Linked DNA regions of Zea mays: region 1 is linked to region 2. Evidence: chromatin contacts called from public Hi-C data. All regions are on one chromosome and are shown on one strand. Each heading gives the region's core, a stretch centred on a gene start, on an enhancer-like site or on the middle of the called end of the contact. The rest is flanking DNA. Distances are from core to core; before and after follow the strand shown.

The links. Hi-C and Micro-C count contacts between places; a contact is called where the count stands out from the background.
Region 1: a Hi-C map of ear shows a contact between it and region 2, with 1.9 times the contacts expected there. The contact joins the promoter of LOC100384018 here to the promoter of LOC103629887 in region 2. A contact is called at or near these places in 4 of 25 Hi-C or Micro-C datasets (ear, leaf, leaf mesophyll and 1 more).

Annotation. Positions count from the first base shown.
Region 1 is chr6:121,020,926-121,024,446 of Zm-B73-REFERENCE-NAM-5.0, forward strand. LOC100384018 reads left to right here and starts at 1,398. Exons shown (of 1, transcript NM_001176629.1): 1 at 1,398-3,100. The coding sequence starts at 1,616. The coding sequence ends at 2,986.
Region 2 is chr6:120,718,759-120,722,284 of Zm-B73-REFERENCE-NAM-5.0, forward strand. LOC103629887 reads left to right here and starts at 1,587. Exons shown (of 3, transcript XM_008650986.3): 1 at 1,587-1,858; 2 at 1,977-2,147; 3 at 2,269-2,894. The coding sequence starts at 1,832. The coding sequence ends at 2,523.

The DNA of each region.
Region 1 (3,521 bases), core at 148-2,647, 300 kb after region 2:
CGACTGTTTTCGCACTGAGGATCATATCATTTCTCTGAAGTGCAATTGAGGCTCAACGCAGAAGGGTTTCAGTGGATGCTGCAATGAGGGCCACATTCCCCTGAAAATCTCATATCACTTCGCACTGATCATATATGGCCATGCCCCCCCCCTCAATTTCCTAAAACCACTTATACCAAATATTAAATATAGAAGGAAAATAAAGTTTAGGGTGAGCCAAAACAACCCTGTCCTAGGTCTCTTTACCGGACGGTCTAGTCCTCTCGACTCCCGTCGCCCTTCTTAGCATAGATCTCACATCTATCTATCCAGCTTTATTCTTTCCAACGCTTCCCGAGCATGTCCGCTTTAACATCTCGTTCCCGACGCGCGAAACCGTCTGACTTCGCCCCCTTCGTGACACCCTTTCCTCGCTCATCATTGTCGCGGCACCGACCCGTCTAACAGGCCTGATATCGCTCATCGTAACAACACGACCTATCCTCCACGGCCGCACGAGCTTAGCGAACCAGCGAGTCCTAACTCTCAATCAGCGACGCCACCCAACCATGCCCCCTTCCGGATGCCCTGCCTTTCGCGGAGGAGATCGATATTGGACAAGATACACATGGCTTTCATTTAGTGGTGGTTTTTTTATTCGATTAACAGATTGAATATTTGGATTAGATTGGAATGTTCAATTTTGATTGTGGATACATAAGTAGTTGATGATTATTGCTCCTCTTCATTTAGATAAATGTAGAGATTTTTCAACCGCTTTTAGGTGGATCCACGACCGGTGGTTAGGACAATACCAATGTAAACGACACACCTATTGCATAAACAAGAACTTTAGAACAATCAAGTGTTAGAAGGGCATTTAATCTAGATGAAATAGTTGCATATCCTACATTAATGATGATGAGATCATTATTCGACAATTTCAACGTCTCAAAACTAGAGAAGGACGTAATTGTCTTAGTTAACAGGAACTTAGTAGTATATTTGTTTTTCTATTTATAAAGTTTTTTTCTTTAAACATGTATTATGTATTAATATGAAACTTTAATTTTATGCAACACTAGTTTTTAGAGTCTTGTTTGATTTTGTCGCGTGGTTTTCTTGGCCTCCTATGAATTTTCATTATGCGTCCGCCACTAAAACCAACAAATGGTTATTAGTGCTTCCATGAAGAAGGGCAATTTGTTGCTCAGATATGAGGGTTAAAAAGACTGCATAGCACGCAGTTGTAGTCATCCAAACACATATTTCTGCGTCTTAGAAGTTCTCTGGAGCATAGCTCATACGATCTTTAAAAAGACGTCAGGAAAGGGTCAAACATACACGCTGGTGCCGTCCCAGCGTCTTCACCAGTTCATTTACATCTTGTTTTGTCGCCGAGTGTGCAAAATACTGAACAAAAGAGTGCATGCCAAAACGGCCTTATACAATTTTCTTTTAGAAAACAAGCAGGCATCACCTAATTACCTGTCCTCACTCCTCTGAACTACTATATCCAGTCCTTAATCCGATGCCAATTCCTACTGGTCACTGATCGCCATGATCCGCGTGTTTTTGGGAGCATAAATGTGCAGCGCGGTCCCTGTGGCAAGCTCCTGTAACCTCAATACAAGCTATGCAGCAGCTCGTGGCGTTGCTGGTACTGATCTCCCTCCCCGTGCGCGCGGCGCCTGTCTCCGGCGCCGGCGTCGTGGTGGCGCTGCTCACGCACTCCGACGCCGGCCGCGGCTTCGCGAGGCCCGAGCTCGTGCGGCGAATGGCGCACCGAGCCAGGGCGCGCCGCCGGCTCCTGTCCTCGCACGAACGCCCCGTGCGCGCGCGGGTGCGCGCAGGGCTCGTCGCCGCCGCCGGCGGGATTGCGACGAACGAGTATCTGGTGCACCTGGCGGTCGGCACGCCGCCGCGGCCCGTGGCGCTCACGCTCGACACCGGCAGCGACCTCGTCTGGACGCAGTGCGCGCCCTGCCGCGACTGCTTCGACCAGGGCATCCCGCTCCTGGACCCCGCGGCGTCCTCCACGTACGCCGCGCTCCCCTGCGGCGCGCCGCGGTGCCGCGCGCTCCCGTTCACGTCGTGCGGCGGCCGGAGCTGCGTCTACGTCTACCACTACGGCGATAAGTCGGTCACCGTCGGCAAGATCGCCACCGACCGCTTCACCTTCGGGGACAACGGCCGTCGTAATGGCGACGGCAGCCTCCCCGCCACGCGGCGCCTGACCTTCGGCTGCGGCCACTTCAACAAGGGCGTGTTCCAGTCGAACGAGACCGGTATCGCCGGCTTTGGCAGGGGGAGGTGGTCACTCCCCTCCCAGCTCAACGCCACGAGCTTCTCCTACTGCTTCACATCCATGTTCGACTCCAAGAGCAGCATCGTCACTCTTGGCGGCGCGCCGGCCGCGCTCTACAGCCACGCGCACAGCGGCGAGGTCCGCACCACCCCACTCTTCAAGAACCCCTCGCAGCCCTCGCTCTACTTCCTCTCGCTTAAGGGCATATCCGTCGGCAAGACACGGCTGCCGGTTCCGGAGACGAAGTTCCGGTCGACGATCATCGACTCGGGCGCGTCCATCACGACGCTTCCCGAGGAAGTGTACGAGGCCGTGAAGGCGGAGTTCGCGGCGCAGGTCGGGCTGCCGCCGAGCGGCGTGGAGGGGTCGGCGCTCGACGTCTGCTTCGCGCTGCCCGTGTCGGCGCTGTGGCGCCGCCCCGCCGTCCCGTCGCTGACGCGCTGCACCTGGAGGGCGCCGACTGGGAGCTCCCACGCGGCAACTACGTGTTCGAGGACCTCGGCGCACGCGTGTTGTGCGTCGTGCTGGACGCCGCGCCAGGGGAGCAGACCGTCATCGGCAACTTCCAGCAGCAGAACACGCACGTCGTGTACGACCTCGAGAACGACCGCTTGTCCTTCGCTCCGGCACGGTGCGACAGCCTCAGCTCGTAGCTTCACTCTAGTCACTAGTAGTGTTTGTACAAAAAAAAATACGTAGATCTTTTTAGTACTAACTAAAAATGCTAGGTGAAAATAAAATAGTTTTTCCATTGTGATTGTAAAAGTTGGAAAGCAAGAAAATTTCGCGTGCAATTTGTCACGCCACCTTTCCATATAACACACAGCTGAAGATCCGGAATTCCGGATTATATATCAGTAAGATATATCAGTGACAGTAAGGGCTAGTACGTCCGTGATCGATACACACAAGAGCAAAGCAGATCCATAAAACCAACTTAGAGAACGGTTAAGTCAGTATTAATTATGGAGGTGTTTGGTTTGAAAAATAAATTCAGGTGTTATATCATGAATTCATTCCATAAATTTGATGGAATGAACTCATTTCTCGTATTATTACTAATTATTAGACTATGAGAAATGAAATGGCGATTGATCAATTCATTCTATTTTGTGAACCAAACAAAAAAATGAGGAGTGGGAAGACGATAGTCTATAGACTATCTTATTCCTCAAACCAAACATGATGTATATTTTTCACTAGATAGACTTTCTAACATCTCTCGAAAAAGACT
Region 2 (3,526 bases), core at 337-2,836:
GGATACGTTCGCAAAAGGGTGCAAGCAAAAGGCTGGACCTATCGGACTGGACTGGGTGCTACACATCATTCAGGGACAAGCTGACACTGACAGGGCCATCGTTGCGGCATGTGCAGCATTTTTTTATTATTTCACGTCCACAATTTATTAAGAAATAACGATTTTTTTGTGTGTGTTGCGAGAACAAAGAAAGTAATTATACTATTTGTTCTAAAATAACTAGTGCTATGATATTTGTATCAGTCAATTTTTTTTAAAAAAAATTAACTAGGTTCATAGAAAATAGTAGTAACCTTTGTATCTCTAAATAAGTTCATTATTAAAATTTATTCAAAAATATATTTAAAAATATCTATTGTGCGTTATAAATATTAATATTTTTCTTGTATATATAATTAGTAAAAATTAAATACTCGACTTTTTAGTGGTCGCTATTTAGAAATGAGAATCTTGGACCAGCTCACTGCGCTTCTACGCCTGGCGAAGAGACGAAGTGCTCACGCACATGTCGCGCTGGAGACCTGGACGTCGACGGCAGAGGGCTCAGTGTCACACAGGGACTACTCTAGGGGTGAAAATGTATCAGGATACCGGATACGAATTTCAGCAACCACATTAATTTTTAGTGGCACGAAGTTAACGCCCTGTCGAAAATAAGCTAAATTTCGGCGTATGACACGTGGCCATCCAAAGTAATCCTGTTATTTTCAACGACTGATTTTCTAAACCTAAAAATTAGCTTATTTTTGGCAACTAACATGTGGTCACCCTAAAGTCACCTTGTTATTTTTGGTGGCCATCGAAAGATAAATTATATAGGCATAAGTGTTGGGGTGAAGGCCAACCTGGCCCTCGGTCGGCAAAGCGAAGTCATTATCAACCCTCGACCAACTGCAATGTTGCAGGTAACTAGAGACTTCGTGTGGTAATAACTTTGACGACATTGGCCATCAGCTTGCAGAGACAAATGTGTGTGAGTCCTCGACCTATCTTGAGTGGGACGACCGAAAACAAGAAGCCTTCACCATGGCACCGTCGTAGCAAAAGCCGATGGAAGACGCGAGGCTCCTCCAGGAGAAAGCTTCGGGAGCGGTAGACTCACTCATCTAGGTCGTGGCCCCCAACAAAGACAGGCCAGCGAGAGATGCGAAGGCTCCTCCAAGCGAAGGCTATGAGCGCGGCGGACTTCGTCCAAGCCACGGGACCAATGTGAAGACGGACAGGGCTCACCTGTCAATGTAATCAGCGGGTAGAGTTGCGCGTGCACATAACCAGAGGGGGCTATGAGACTATAATTACACAATTATATGTATTGTAAAAATTATGTACACTCCTTTTTTTAAGTATCTTGTCCAGGAATATCGAGAATGGGTAGTTTAAAATTAGAGGATAGACTTAATAATGACTCGTAAAAGACATTGTAAAAAAACAAAAACTATGCATGACTAGATTCGATAGTACTTGGATCCCTTCACTTGCCCCCAAATCGGATCCGCCTCGACATACCCGCAAGCGGGCTTCCCCGTTTGGCACGGCCCAAAAGGTAGCCGTTGCTTTTGCCCCAAATCCCCACCTCTCTCCTCCCAAATGCCCCGAATTAACGCGGTCATTTCCTCTCCCATAATTAATGCGGCCGTTACGCTCTCGCCTCGCTACCCCCAGTCCCCCACCCCCACACGCACCACTGCCATCACCCCATTTCAAACTCGAACCACATCGCGCCGTGAGTCCGAAAAGATCCCCGCCTCGAGCATCGATCGACCGGAAGGAGAAGGCAAGACGCCGGGACGTTCTCTGAATCGGAGGCGAGGCGGGGAGGGGATAGAATCGGATGGTGGAGGCTGGCGCGAGCTTCATGGTACCCGGAATCGATCCCTCTTTTCGGCCGGGCCGGCCGTCCCAGCGTGCACGATCGATAGAGTCGCCGTTGCCCGCTGGTGTTTGCTGACCATGGGTGACCTTTGTGGCGGGCGCAGGATAAGGTCGAGGCGGCGGCGGACGACGTCGTCATCGACGGGGCGGGCGTGGGCGTCGGGGACGCAGGGGAGGAGGAGGAGGAGGAGATGGCGCCCGTGGAGCCCCTCCCGGAGCCTCTCGACGACTGCGGGCCCGTCGCGTGGCCCATGCCGGACTTCTGCCCTCTCACGGTGAGCGACTCAATCCTCCTCCTCCACCTGGATTCGATTCGAACCCCACACCGCACGGTGTCCTTCCTCCATCGGCCGTGACTTGAAGATGAAACGTTGTTTCGCTTGTCTGATCCATCAGATCGATGGGGCGCTGAAGGAGTCGTTCCTGGAGACTCTACGGAAGGACGCGGCGGAGGTCGAGCGGCCTGCGCGAGAAGGGGCGGAGGAGGGGGAGGAAGCGCTCAGCCCGGACTCGCGGCCGTCGAGCAGCAAGCGCCACCGCGCGGGCACCGCCTCGCCGTCGTCCAGGAGCAGCCCCTACCGCAACATCCTGCACGTGTTCCAGCAGTGCAGGCAGGACGCCGTCGGGGAGACTCCCACCAAGAATTACTGAAGCAGACGAGCGCAACGGGGCAGGATCAGGCCGCGGCGCGATGTCACGGCCACGGCTTTTCGCCGCTTGCTTGCTCAAGAATAACGCTTGCCATGTTCGTTTAGTAGCCAGCCGTTTGCACATTGTTCTTGGTGTGGCTGAAAAGGGGTAGGGGAGTTCTTAATTCTTGTGTAAACATCGGATATAGAAGTTACAGGACCTCAGTAAAAAACGTCATGAGAAATGCAACTTGATAATTTTCACTAGTTAGGCTAGTTCGAGCAGCTTACTTATTCTTATCTTATATTTCAAACTCCACTTTGTAACACTTTATAAACAATGAGTGTTTTACAAGATCATATACATGATCTACTACTATAGCCTTACAAGTCGATGTGCATACGCTTAAAAAAATGATATGTTCTGGTCCAGCAATTTTAACTAGATTCCACTAGCTCTACCATGGAGCAGCTCCACCGTGGATTCGCTCTGTATTTGAATCGTTGTTTGTCTCATAGACCAGCTTTAACTCTAGATATTTGATATTTTTGTGGAAAGTGTCCCTTATACCCTTTGGGTGATGTATTATTATTTTTAAGGACAACAACGTTTTGTTTGCCAAGTAATTTAAAAAGGAAACAACAGTGCACTGTATTGTTCACTACACATGTTAAGATTAAATCAAGTATCATTAGATAAATTCAAGCTAACAATCTAGCTCAAATACATAGAAATAGTTGTCAACACTCATCACGAAAAGTGTCCATTATGCTCACGAATATAGTTATGGGTTCCATAGTCACCACAACTATCATTTTTTGCTTTCACATAGGATAGTTTGGCATTCTATATAAAAATTTTCACTTCATTTTCCACACTCCAAATGATCTCTCAATCACATTATTGCGAATAAATGAGTGATTCAATAACCTTTCTTTAGTTGTTTTTTGTTTCATTAGTATATGCCACCCCGGTAAATGATATGTCTCTCCCTTGTACGGTGCTAGGTACTCTATACGATTAG